Regions from separate parts of the Lactuca sativa genome. Here region 2 is linked to region 1. Evidence: chromatin contacts called from public Hi-C data. All regions are on one chromosome and are shown on one strand. Each heading gives the region's core, a stretch centred on a gene start, on an enhancer-like site or on the middle of the called end of the contact. The rest is flanking DNA. Distances are from core to core; before and after follow the strand shown.

The links. Hi-C and Micro-C count contacts between places; a contact is called where the count stands out from the background.
Region 2: a contact with region 1 is called in a Hi-C map of leaf, with 4 times the contacts expected there. The contact joins the promoter of LOC111890761 here to the promoter of LOC111890719 in region 1. A contact is called at or near these places in 4 of 4 Hi-C or Micro-C datasets (bud, leaf and seed).

The regions. Positions count from the first base shown.
Region 1 is chr5:311,295,068-311,302,561 of Lsat_Salinas_v11, reverse strand. LOC111890719 (CBL-interacting serine/threonine-protein kinase 14) reads left to right here and starts at 4,701. Exons shown (of 1, transcript XM_023886800.3): 1 at 4,701-6,368. The coding sequence starts at 4,953. The coding sequence ends at 6,266.
Region 2 is chr5:311,430,004-311,437,497 of Lsat_Salinas_v11, reverse strand. LOC111890761 (putative receptor protein kinase ZmPK1) reads left to right here and starts at 4,099. Exons shown (of 1, transcript XM_023886849.3): 1 at 4,099-7,151. The coding sequence starts at 4,614. The coding sequence ends at 7,016.

The DNA of each region.
Region 1 (7,494 bases), core at 3,452-5,951:
AGGATAACGGGAATGGGTAATCGGGATAGTGATTGGTTGGTGAAATTAAATATAATTTATTTATTGTGGGTTGAAAACCCTATATGCTCACCAGGCTCCCAAGCCTGACCCACTCAGTTTTATTTGTATTACAGGAAGTGGCGCAAGGGCGTAAGATGGATGAATCATCGAGTTGTTTTGTTTACAAGTTTGTATATGTATATATTTGTTGAATGACTTGTAATGTTATCGTTTATGCTTTATGGTCTGTATCGGAACATGACATCCCGAGTTTTGATTATATAATGAAAATGCATCTCTTGATGAAATGCTTTGATAAACATTATTTTATCATGTTTTGTTTTGGGAACAAATTCCGCAACTCTTTTAAATCAAAAGGATTTACTCTGAAATTATTTAAAAAACATAAATAAAATCGGTCTTTTATGGCCGTGATTTTGGGGATGTCACACGAACTATTGAAACTGTTCACATTTTACTCTTATGACCGGTAACCGGTCATAAGGGTAAAATGTGAACAGTTTCAATAGTTTAGTGACAAATAGATAACGAAAAAAAGTTTAGTGACTAAATATGAACAAAATCGAAAGTTCGCTACCATTTCAAGTCATTATCCCTTTATAAAATTAGACTTTTATATAAAACATTGATCATAACATTTATCTCCCATATACCCAAGTATTTGGGTTTTCTAGGTTTTATTATTTTGTGAAGTTGTTTTTTGGGATATATGTTCATGATGATTTACTTAAATGAAAATGAAGTTTTATATATGAATTATTTTGGTGTTAAAAATAACGGTTGGTGGTTGGCGGTCGTGGAGGTGATGGACTGTATCGATTGTGGTTGAAAGTTTAAAGATGAAGATATTGCTAACATGGAGTTTTGATAGTGATCGATGGTTGAGTCGGTGGTAGAGCCAGAGAAGTGACCGCAAAGAATGGTGTCAATATGGATGGATGTGTGTGTGTGGGGGGGGGGGGGGGGAGAGAGAAAATGGGATGGTGGGATAAAATAAGGGTGAGATGGAGTCGAGTATGATGTTGAGCTATTTTGTTTTTTAAATTTAGAGTAAAATATAGTTTTGGAACTTACGGTTTACACAAAATCTCATTTTTGGTCATTATATTGGGATTTTGTCATGGATGGTCCTTATTTCACTGTTTGGTATCACCCTTGGTCCCTACAACTTAACCTAGTTTATAATGATCTGTTAGATAAGTGTGAAATGATGCAAATGACCCTCTTTATATTTTTATTGATTACCCTCACACCAAATCAACAAAAAAACTACTATAAGGATTATTTTTGTAAAATCTTCAAACTCTAAAATAACCACCACTATCTCCAATCATTATCAACCACCACCACCACCGCTAATCAACATAATTATTAATCACCACTACCACCACCACCACCACAACTACCACTTCATTGTTGCTGACACCATCATAACCACTACCATTACCACCTAATTTATGCCACCACCAAACTCCACTAACCGTAATATCATCACTACCAGCCCAACTACCATCACACCACCAATCACGACCACCACCCTCCCTAGAAAACTAGCCACCAACCATCACCATTTGAAGTCATTACAATATAAACACAACTAAAAATCGATGCATTTCCTCTCCTAAACCTAAAAAGAAAACATAAGCAACTTAAAATCAGTTTACTCTAATTTATATCTAAAAATTCAACATCACAATGAAGCTTGATGGTTAAATAGTTAAATCAACTTACTCCAAATTCAACTAATCGACAGTGTTTAGCTCCAATACACAAAACAACTCCTTACGGATGAACTAATAATATACATACCAAACGTAAATAATAAAATCAAACAACAAACATACATCATATAGTATAACAATACATACATGTATTGATTTGTTAGCAGTTCCAAACACCTCCAGCCACACACCACCATCACCAATATTACCATCGACAACATCAAAATTCGATATAATCTAAACCTATTTGTTTAAAATTCATCAAAATCATTTATTTCCTTGATCTAACTCTTAAAGTCTCAACCTATCATCAACATAATTTGAGCATCCATCTCTAGCTTGTCCATAATATTTAAGCTTTGATTTCACTTCCTTAGGATGATCACCTTGAAAGATCTTGTATGCTCAAGAATCATATTAAAGTGATATTGTTAATTAACATATGATATTAATGGGTTATACTAACAATAACTTGATATAATTGATTATTTATTAAAAATTATTTATTTCTTGGAAATAATAATTTTAATTAAGTAACATTATATAATTCATACGGTATGAATTAATAAGTCGTGCACAACATTTTGGACTAGATAAATACTTTTGTCTTTTACCAAAAGGTTAAAGTTTATATTTTATAAACTTGGTTTATAAAATGTAAAACTCATGATTTTTTTATACACATAAGGCCAAAAATTGTAGGAGGGACAAGAAAGCTAGTGGACATCATGCTTGTATTTATTTATTCACAAAGTCAAGCTCTTTCTTTTATAGACATTTCTTGGTAGGGACATGGTGTCTTTAAGCACAAGAATCAATATGTAAAGACCTTGCTTTTGGTTGAATAAGTTGCTAGCTTTTGCTTCTTGTTTTCACTAGTGAAAACGGTAACATGCTTGGATGCATGTTTTCTCTCTCATTTTCTTCTCAAGCCTTGAAGATTAATTGCATTTGATGCTCTATTTATGTTCTTATTTTGATAAGAACATAAAGCTTAAGAGTCATAAGAGTTTTATACAAAAGAACTAGCATTCTACATCAAGTTAAGTCATTGTTGGTGTCTCTTAACTTCATCATTCTTCATCAACTTCCAAGCCACCCAAGAGGATCCAAAGAACTACAAAGGTTGTTATTTCTTCATATCTTCTTAGGTTGGTATTTAATCTTTCTACAACTTGCAAGATGATCATTTGTGGGTTTAACCTGTTTATGTTATTCAAAATTTATAAGTCTTCCATTGCCTAAAAAATCATGTTTTTAAAACTAGTTTTTGAATAAAAACCCAACATGCCTATACCAAAAAAAATTGAAGAACTTGTTAGGGAAGCTCCCTTTCCAAAAAAATAATTGAAGAAACATAGTTACACACACTAAGCCCTAATTGCCTAATTCGGGTTCCAAAATCTTAATCAAGCTTAAATATGTTAGAATTAATAAATCGTTGTATGAATTCAAACACTCATTCTAATGATAACATTAAATGACATTTTGAAAACACTCACCAAGACTAGAAATCTTCCAATTTGCATTCTTAGGTGGGAAAATGGTATCCTCAACCACCACTGACAATGGAGACTCTGACAACCAAATTTTGAGGGTTAGCAAACCTATCCATGACATTGAGTGTCGGGAATGGTAATTCTAGACAAAGAATCGGAGGAGGGAGGGCTTTCTGGACGATGACGGATTAATGGAGAAGACCGTGTCACACATGGATATATTGGCATGGTGCATGCAATATACATGAGGGTGAGCATAACGGTGGCCAAAAGAAAGACATAAGTGGAAGTGGGGTTGTTGTGAGCCGGGAATGAGAGGGCGAGGAAGTAGAACACGATTGACCTTTTCTTCAGCTTAGGGTTTTAGTAAATATGCCTTGAGGGCATTTTAGTGTTTTTACATTGCTACTCATTGTGTTAGAAAGGGTAACAGAGTTAGAGGCCAAGGGTGTTATCAAACAATGAGATAGGGACAATCCATGACCAACTCGAAATACTACGACCAAAAGTGTTGCTTTGTGCAAACCATTGGGACCAAAACTTTATTTTACTTTTAAATTATTAATAATAAATAAATTACACGTAAATTAAAAATGATAACATAATCATTTCAGATATAATAAGGATGAATCATGAGTTTGAAACTAATTAAAAACGATCCAAATGAGAAATAAAATATAGGGACAAATGATTCGTGTAAATTATTTTACTTTTAAGTTATTAATAATAAATAAATTATAAGTAAATTAAAAAAATTTAACAAAGACAACACAGTTATTTTAGATCTTGGACAAATCATGAGATCCAAAAAAACAACAAAAAAAAAACAAAACAAAACAAAACAAAACAACACAATTTTTCAAATCTGGGACAAATAATGAGTTTGAAAGTAATTAAAAACGATCCAAATCAACAAAGAAATTGATTGAATCAAGCCTAACGAACGATTCGTGTAATTTCCTTTTTTTTCTAGATCAGCCCAAATGATGATTTGTGTAATTTATTTGTTTTTTTTTTGTTGAAAATTAGATGGAGTTGAATTGTCCATTAATGTATTAATCCAAACTTAGATATAGTGACGTAGTTGAACCAACATTGATTCAATCGATTTCAGTTACGTGCACTAATACAAGAGATCACATGTGTTTTGAATATAAAGATTCAACGTTATTCACGGTATTTTTGTTTATTAAAATATCCTCCGTAGTTTTAAAAGTATAGTAAAAGGAATACACTATTGTATATTTGTATGCGCAAAACTACCAATACATCTTTAATCAATCCCATATATGAATGATACGTGTTTTATTATTTAATAAATCTAAGCCTTTATATATATATATATATATATATATATATATATATATATATATATATATATATATATATATATATATATATATATATTACAACAAATTGTTTATTCTTATTAGGTATTTCTTTTGTTCATTTTTGGGGAGTAATCTTTTGCCAAAAAAAAACTCAACAAATACCAAAACTTAAATACTAAATACATCCAAACTTGTTACACATATTTCTCTCTCTCTCTCTCTCTCTCTCTCTCTCTCTCTCCATGATTCCCCACCTTTCCTCCAGCTCAGAACAATCACAATTTCCTGCCAAAATCTGCTTTACTCTATCATTCATATCAATCAAATCACAGAGGCAAAAAACCTGCTAAAATCGCGTTTTTGATGTTGAAGTGTACCTGATGCCGGCTATAGAGGATGCCGGCGACGGATTGCCGTCTACGGCGGAGAAAACCCTGTTCGGAAAATACGAGGTCGGTCGTCTCCTTGGCTATGGAGCCTTTGCTAAGGTGTATCACGCGCGTGATGTGCAAACGGAGAAGAGTGTGGCAATTAAAGCTATCAACAAGCAGAGGATTCTGAAAGGAGGCCTTGCTGCCAACGTCAAACGCGAGATCTCTATCATGCGCCGGCTGCGCCACCCTAATATCGTGCGCCTTCTCGAAGTGCTTGCCAACAAGAAGAAAATCTACTTTGTATTGGAATTCGCAAAAGGAGGCGAGTTATTTGCCAAAGTTGCCAAATCACGTTTTAGCGAGCATCTCAGCCGTCGATATTTCCAGCAACTCATCTCAGCCGTTGGTTACTGCCACTCACGCGGCGTCTTCCACCGAGATTTGAAGCCGGAAAATCTCCTCTTGGATGAGAATTGGAACTTGAAAGTAACCGATTTTGGATTATCAGCTCTGACGGAGCAGATCCGACCCGACGGACTCCTCCACACGCTTTGCGGGACCCCTGCTTACGTGGCACCGGAGATTTTGTTGAAGAAAGGTTACGATGGTGCAAAGGTGGATATCTGGTCCTGCGGCATCATCTTGTTCGTCCTCAACGCAGGTTATCTTCCGTTCAACGATCCGAATCTAATGGTGATGTATAGGAAAATTTACAACGGTGAATTTCGTGTTCCCAGGTGGACGTCGCCGGATCTGAAACGGCTTATATCACGTCTCCTCGACACGAATCCTCAAACGAGAATCACCGTGGATGAAATAATCAACGATCCTTGGTTTAAAATCGGTTACAAAGAGGTCGAATTTCATTGCGATCATCTCGAACTGAAAGACGACGAGGATGACGGCGATTCCGCCACATCCACCTCCACCAGCGACAATCTGAAGGTAATGAACGCATTCGATATAATCTCCTACTCGTCCGGCTATAACCTGTCTCGGCTGTTAGATGATCGAGAGGTCGGAGAACGTTTTCTTTCCAAGGATTCGCCGGAGAAAATCATTGAGAAGGTGGTTGAGGTAGCGGAGGGGGAGAATTTGACGGTGGTTACGAGAAAAGGGTGGTGTGTGAAAGTGGTAGGAGGGTATAATTGTAATTTTGTAATGGCGGTGGAGATAAAACGATTGACGGAAGAGCTGGTGGTAGTTGAAGTTAGGAGAATAGAGAGTGAGGTAGGACCCGGTCATCAAATATGGAAAAATAAAATTAAACCGGGTTTAAATAATTTGATATATATAACCGGACCCTCCGGTTCTCGGTAACTCACTCGTATTCAGTTATTGGCCATTTGGCCCCATTGGCATTGTTCCCTTCTCGTTCCTTTCCAAATAGTCTTAATCTTTAATTTTTCAAAATTTAAACAACTTAAACTGTTAATATATATATATATATATATATATATATATATATATATATATATATATATATATATATATATATTATTTTACATTTACGTCTTCAATCTGATGACGAACACATGTTATTTTTATTCAAAGACGGTATTTATCATTTATTTAATACATCATGACGTTTAGAAAAGGATAGATTTTAATCATTTTTATGTATCTTCCCAAATCCCAATGTGGGAATAAGAAATCTCAAACGTCATTTTCAGGCTTTTTATTTTTATTTAAGTCCACATGTTTGAAAAAAAGTTTTTTTTTAATCTATTTTTTATTCATATTAAATAATAACAAATATCATATTTAATAAAAATAATAGTATTATGTAATCTTGTTATCATTTAACATTTTAGGAAGATAAATAGAAAAGAAAAAAATTATAGAAAGAAAAATAAAAAGAAAAAGTAAAAAATAAAAATCAGTAGTATCGAATTTAATAAAATTAATAATATTTTGTGACATTTGTTACATTAAATATTTAACGTAGGAAGATAAATAAAAAGAAAAAAAAATATATGAGAAATTTTATTTTCTCAAAAAAAAAATAATAATAGTAACGTAATGAATAAAAGATAAAAATTATCTTTTTGTAAGTCATGGTCCTGATGACGTGAACTTGTATCAACAAAAGATCATAACAGTTTTTTGTCAAACATTAAAATATGACATTTTGAATAAAAGAAAAAAAATCTTATTAGCGTCTTGACTTTTGTGACTTGTCACACAGTTCTTTCTAGTATTTGTTACTTGCAAGTTTCTGATACGTGTAATTAGTGGTGCCAAGTAAAGTTTCTGCTATAGCTTTACCAAATAACCAACAGGGTTGTTGGACAAATACAATCAACTTTGTTAATACTATCAGCTCTATGCCTATGATATATTTTACTAAAATAGTAAAGTCAATAGTTAGCGAGAAAGGAGCTGCGGGAAAGAAACCGTAGCCGGAAACACAATATTGTGAACACGGTTTAGCGTATGCGGGCTCGGACCGACGGGAGGCTATCCCGTCTCCTCTCTCTTCACCCCATTGGCCGATTTCCATCTTTTTTTTTGTGGCAAAAACCCTTCAATCAGTTATTATTATTAT
Region 2 (7,494 bases), core at 2,850-5,349, 140 kb before region 1:
GAAAATAACTTATTGATTTCTGAATAGGGTTAATTGCTTACAGAAAGAGGAAAGGATAAATAGCAAAAAAAAAAAAACACTCTATTTACATCAAAATTCTAATTTGACACTGTGTTTTTTGTCTCAAATTTGACACCGTGTTTTCCAATTTGTTATAATTTTGACCACTTGACCGGTCAACCAGGTTACATACTGACGTGACATGATGACATGTCAGTTTTGATGACGTGACATGCTGGCATGATATGCTGACATGTCAAAAATAATTTTTTTTTTCACAAAAAACACTAAGTTTTCACTTTTTTTTCGATTTTCACACTAAGTTTAATTTTTTCTTTCAATTTTGACACTATGTTTTTTTTGTCCAAATCGAACATTATTTTTTCCAATTTTTTTCAATGTTGATAATTTTCTACTTGAAACCGTATAAATATTTTTTAATACATTTAAACCGTATAAATGTTTTTTTCAATTAAAAACCATAGTTTTACTAATACTTCATCAACCAAACATTTCATGTTGATACCAATTACAACTTCGCATAAGGAAGAGTTTGAATCGATAGATTACAGAGTTGAAAAGTAAACCGTTTGATATGCATCTCTTTTGTAACAGAAGAGTAGTAATTTTATTTTATTTTACACAAACTAAGGGCGAAGAGGGGCGTATTACCTTCAAGAGAGCTTTCAATTGCGGCATAATTTGAACGACATCGGTAGCGGAGTGTGTCGGATTTTCAACAGAATGCTTCAAGTCATTGATGTCTCCTTCGTTCTTCAAGAACTGAACTAGTTCATCATTGTATGAAATCAGTTTCTCGACATCAAGTTTTCTAGAAATTTCATCCATTTTGGAAGCGATCAACCTAGGGTTTACTAGAATACATTTTCAAAGTTTGAGATATGGCGAAGGGAGGGAAAATGATGAAACTATTAAAACTAGATGAAGATCACCGCGGTTTGAAGGTTAGGAGTTTGCAAAATTTTTTTTCTTTTTTTACGGCAGAACTTGGAGAAACTCTTTAGGCCTAAGGGTACTGGAGGTTTTTTTTTTACGCGGAGAGGGTTACGTGGCTTGGTGTTTACGCGTGAACACCGCCCCCAAGTCCGTAAGTTTGGTATGAATTGAGGCCAATTATGCGTTTCTACAACTAATCATATTCATTCGTTGCAAACGGTCAATTTTTGACCCGTTAGAAATTAAAAAAAAAATAACATTTTAACCTTAATAAAAACCATATAAATACCAAACATTTTTACACCATTTTCACACCACAAAATTATTCACAGATTTTTCTATTCTCTATTTTTTCTCAAAAGTATGGAGCAAAATCAAAATACCCTAACCACTCTAAACACCCCAACAACCCCAACACTCCAAATAATCAATATCAAGATTACATTCAAATGTTAACATCCCCAATCCAACAACAACTTCTATTTACCAACATTCCATATCAACCAAACTATTTCCAACAACAAAGCCATAACAATTCAATCAACCACACTTCCAAGGATTTCAACAATTTCAACCTCAACAATTCTAAACACAACCATCTCAATAATTCCAAACACAATAATTTCAAGTCCCTTTTTCTCAATGTCCACCTATAAACTTGGATAATGACGATGGCGACCGGATTGAAGAAACACAACCATCTAGGAGAAGGAAAGCAAAAGGAAAAGCTACAAATAAAAGAGGAACGACTTGGATCGAAGATGAGGAGGAAACTTTAGCTAAATCTTGGATTTCTATATTGTGTGACTCGAGGACGAGCAACGTGCAAACGGGAAATAGTTTTTGGCTTCGTATTTTAGGTCACTTTCACTCGCTTTTGGGAAGGCAAACGGGTCGAACGTATGATGCGGTCAATGGAAAATGACGTGAACAACGAGCGACTTGCACCAAGTTTAACGACATATTTGAAAATCTGAAAAATATGCATAAAAGTAGTAGCAACGATTTCAATATTTTATCAACCGCTTGCCAACAATACAAGGTTACCAACCGCAGTAAAGCGATCAACATCCAAAAAGCGTGAAAAATTTATCGTAAGGGTCCAAAATGGGTCCTTAACTCAGAGACTTCGCATTCAGAATCGACCACTGACTCCAATAAAAAGGGCAAGAACTTCCGAGTCGGATGTGGATTTTGGTGTCGACCTCAATGACAACTTCGATGACACTGAAGGAGAGGGTCCACCGGAAGTCCAACTTCGTCAACCACAGAGAATGAATAAAAGGAAAAAGGCGGTGTCTTCAAGCGGAAAAGCAAGTAACGAAGACGTACTTGCATAAAGAATTGATAGAACTCCAAGTTTTTTAGAAAAATAAAATATGAAGCAACGGAGGAAGCTCGGCGTCGGAAACAAGCACTTACCGATCTTCAAATTTTAAATACGAAGTCGTAACCGGATATCGACCTGAAAAATCTAGCCGCGTTTCCGAAAATCCAACAAGTTCGGGAAAAGTATGGAAATTAGGTTTTAACGTTTTAATTTTTATGTTTAATTTCTATGGGTTTTTTGTTATTTGGGTTTAAATTTTTAAATTTTTATGTTTTTAGTAATTTAGGTTTGAAATTTTATGTTTTTATGTTTTTTTAGTAATTTAAGTTGTGTTTTTATGTAATTAGAAATATTTAATTATGTTTTTTTAGTTTTAATCTAGATATAAAAAAAACAACGAAAAAGAAAAAGAAAAAAAAATAAAAAATGTAGAGTAATAATCATTTCCAAGGCTAATGAACATGTAGTGGAGGTGATATGACACATACGTGACATCACTTTTCTAGTGAATATATACTGACAATGCCCCATAACCTTACAATCACTTATCTAGTGAATACGTGACATAACTTTTCTAATGGAGGTGATGTGACGCATACGTGACAATGGCTCATAGTCTTACAATACTATTAGAAAGTTACAAAAAAAAGCTAAGTTGTGTTTGGGATTTCTTTTTTAACTTAAAAGTCATTTTTTGTAAAAATTTTTTATTTATTTAAAATGAGTCATTTAAAATGTGTTTGACTTGACTTTTAAGAACTTTAAAAGTTAAAAATCAAAAATCACAAAAAGACAAGATTTTATGACTTTTAGAAAAACTCATTTTTATTAATAAAAAATTGATTTAAAAGAACTTTTCTGTTTTGTCAAATATCATATGAACTTTTTTAATTTTTTGGAAAAGTTAAAAGTCCAAAAGTTGTTTTAAAAGGAATGTTAAACACCCTCTTATTTAAGTAGAACTTGAAGAAAATCCGCCAATAACACAACAAACTTAGCATATTGAATGTCTTAATTGCTGCAGCAAATAAGAAAACACACCAACAATCCTTTCTCCCTCATTCCTTACCTCCGACAAATGTGAGATATCATGGAAGCACATCTCCACACAACCAAACCATGTGAATCACCTAGAATGTCAATTAAAAAATATTCCAAAGTGGATATAGGAAAATAAAAAAAATACTTCAATTAAAAAGAACAAATCACCCCGAAATTCCTATAGGTCCGGTGTTCCACGATACTTTTTGACATCCCATACCAAACGATCTGTATGAGTTGTTGTCAAGTGCATTCCATGTGACCATCTCTTATAAAGACATTTTTGGTAGGGATTGTTGGGTTGCATGTTTGTACAACTCAATTTTGAACAATCATAGCACAAACCCACCTCTAACGTCCTATTTGCATATTTAAATAAATATTTAAACGGCTATCACATTTTTATACAAACCAACTTCACTAAAACTCTTTCAAACTCCTTTTATTTTATACAAACCAAATTCAAAGAAAAACGTCATATTCATCTCACACAATGGTTCTAAATGTCTAATTGGTTGTGCACTTCGATGAACCTATATTTTAAATTAATCATATCAATCTCAATACGACTACGACTACGACTACGACTTCGATGAACCTATATTTTAAATTAATCATATCAATCTCAATACGACTACGACTACGACTACGACTTCGATGAACCTATATTTTAAATTAATCATATCAATCTCCATCCATCGCCCCATTTTGATGTGTCCTTTCCTCCGCCTCCCTCTGCTAACCCCCTCCATTCGCCGTCCCCCTTTGCGGGTTTTGTTGGTTTTTGACATAAATCCTACCGGTTTGCCATCGCCATCGCCATCACCATCATCGTTACAGGTTCTGGTCACAAAATCTAGATCTGCATCTTCATCTTCACCATCACATGCCATTAACGACCAATCAATACCAGATAGTGATCAACATACCAACAAAAAAATTGAAGATGACGAAGATGCAGGTTAGAAATCACCCGTTTCATATCGAATGAGATTATTAATTAAGAAGTATTTTGAGCGAGGGTAGAAGATTTGTTTATTAACAACCTCTTTAGTCCTGCCACTATGAATTCTAGAACTAAAGTTCCTGCCACTACGAATTCTAGAAGTTGACGTCAGTTGAACGATTTCGGATTTCCATTTTCCACTATCACAAGGTCAAAAAGTCAGTCAACTCCTTATCTTCCATCGACATGTTATTGTCACTCAACAACCCATCTCTCTCTTTGTTAGTTTGTTTCGCCTCCTAAAATAACTCCAGACTCATCTCTGTTTCCAGGACAACAATGGCACCATGCCATCTTCTTCTTCTTCTTCTTAGCATGATATTACTAACCACGAAGATACCAATATACTCTTCTTTCTCAACCCACATCTTAACTCCAGGCTCATCTATATCAGTCGAAAACAAAGACCACCTTTTAGTTTCACCCAACGGTCTCTTCACCGCCGGTTTTCATCCCGTCGGAGAGAATGCTTATGCTTTTGCCGTCTGGTTCTCGGAGAAACCCACATCCGGTAGTCGCACCGTCGTCTGGATGGCTAACAGAGATACACCAGTAAACGGAAAGCGTTCAAAGCTATCCTTATGGGAAGATGGTAATCTTGTTTTGATAGATGCAGGTCAATACGTTGTTTGGTCAACGCAGACGGAGTCAACGTCTTCCTCGGTGGAATTACAACTTCATAGCTCAGGTAACCTCGTGCTCCATGGGGACGAAGGAGGACAAGAAGGAAAGCCTCTTTGGCAAAGCTTTGATCATCCGACAGATACCCTTCTTCCAAATCAACTCTTCACTAAAAACACACAGCTTGTTTCTTCAAGAAGTGCAAATAACTACTCTTCGGGTTTCTATAAGCTCTTTTTCGACAATGATAGCATTCTTCGACTTCTATATGATGGTCCAGAAACAACCAGTGCTTACTGGCCTGATCCTCGGATAACAACTTGGCGAGCTGGGAGATTTCAATTCATAGAGAGTCGCATAGCAAAGCTTGATTCGAATGGTGAATTCATCTCATCAGATGGATGCAGATTCAAATCATCTGATTTTGGGACTGGAGTACTACAAAGAATGTTGAAGATTGACATAGATGGTAATCTAAGACTTTACAGTCTCGTTGAACACGAAAGAAGAAAGAAATGGGAGGTTCAATGGCAAGCGCTTTCACATTCTTGTTGGATCAATGGAGCTTGTGGACCAAACAGTCTATGCACATACTCTCATGTTTCAGTTAGGAAATGCAATTGCTTACATGGATTCAAAATGGTGAATTCCCAAGATTGGAGTTACGGGTGTGAACCTGAATTCCAGCCATGCACAAAAGACGATTGTGGTTTCCTTGAGCTTCCTAATTCGGAATTCTATGGCCACGACTATGCATTTTTCACTAATACCACTCTCGATGCTTGTAAGAATCGTTGTTTACAGAATAGCACTTGCAGAGGGTTTCAATTAGGATGGATTCTCGACAAGGGATATTTTTGTTTCTTGAAGGCTTCTTTGCATAACGGGTATCAAATGGGAATCACCGGTTTGATGTATATCAAACTCCCCAAAACTTTACTATCATCTTTCAATCAGAAAACCACCTCAAAATCGAGCTTCAGTTGTTCACCCCCTGTCCTCACGCCCTTATTAAGATCATACCACAAGACACATGATGTAAAGACGCTTGGAGTCATGCTAGCGTTCGGATGCGCAATCGGGTTTATCGAGATCATCTGCATAGTGTTCTTCTGGTATTGCAGTAGTAAACACTCGTCATCCACAGCCGACCAAATCTATTTTCCACCTGCGATGGAATTTAGAAGATTTACATACAGAGAGCTGAAAAGGGCGTCACGCAATTTCAGTGAAGAGATAGGAAGAGGTGGCGCTTCCGTGGTGTATAAAGGCAAGTTAACAGACAACAGGATTGCAGCAATCAAGAGGCTCAAAAGTAATCATCAAGGAGAAGCTGAATTTCAAGCGGAAATAAGTACAATTGGCAGAGTGAATCATATGAACCTGTTAGAGACGTGGGGATACTGTGCAGAAGGAAAACATAGGCTCGTGGTGTACGAATTCATGGAGAATGGATCATTGGCTGAAAATTTGGGTGTTGATAAACTTGAATGGGCGACAAGATTTGATATTGCAATAGGAACTGCAAAAGGATTGGCGTATATACATGATGAGTGCTTGGAGTGGGTTCTACATTGTGATGTGAAACCCCAGAACATACTGTTGGATGCTAATTACAATCCTAAGGTGGCTGATTTTGGTTTGTCGAAGCTATTGGATAGAGGTAGTATCGATCATTGGAATTTCTCCATGATGCGAGGGACTCGAGGTTATATGGCTCCTGAATGGGTGCTAAATCAGCCGATTACCTCAAAAGTTGATGTATTTAGCTATGGTGTTGTGATGTTGGAGATGATAACTGGAAGGAGTCCGACAATTAATCAAGATGGAGAGAATGAGATGATGCCTACAGCGATTGAGTGGGTGAGAGATAGGATTCAAGAGGTCAACGGGAGTCAAACTGAATCTTGGGTTAAGGAAATCGTTGCGCCTTCGGTTAGAGGTGAATATGATGAGACGATGATGGAGAATTTGGTGAGAATTGCAGTGCGGTGTACGGATGAAGATAGGGAGGCAAGACCTTCAATGAGGGAGGTGGTTAATGTACTTCTCCATGTGTAAGTGCAACTAATGATGTTTATGTTAGAGGTAGATTCTGGATCAAATTGTAACGTGATAAAATCATAAAATGTTTACTAAGATCATCTAAGATCTATTTTATAATAATGAATGATATAAAAATATATTATTTATCTTCGTCCAAGGTATCAATATATGTTTGGTGGGATGCAATGAAAATATGAAATGGCAAATGAATCATGTAATGAAATGTTTCCTTTATCATTCAATTCTCATGTTTGGTTATTTAGCTGAAATGAAATGAAAAAATTTCTATGGACAAATAATGATTTATCTTCGTCTAAGATATCAAAATGTTTTTAGTTAGATGTAATGAGATGAGTCGTTATTATTCAATTGTCATTTTTGGTTAATTAGTTGAAATAAAATGAAATTTTTTTTATGAACAAAAATACCTACATTTAAATTTTCAATATTTATAACGTTATTTAGTCAATTTTGTAAAGCATGTAAACTCAAA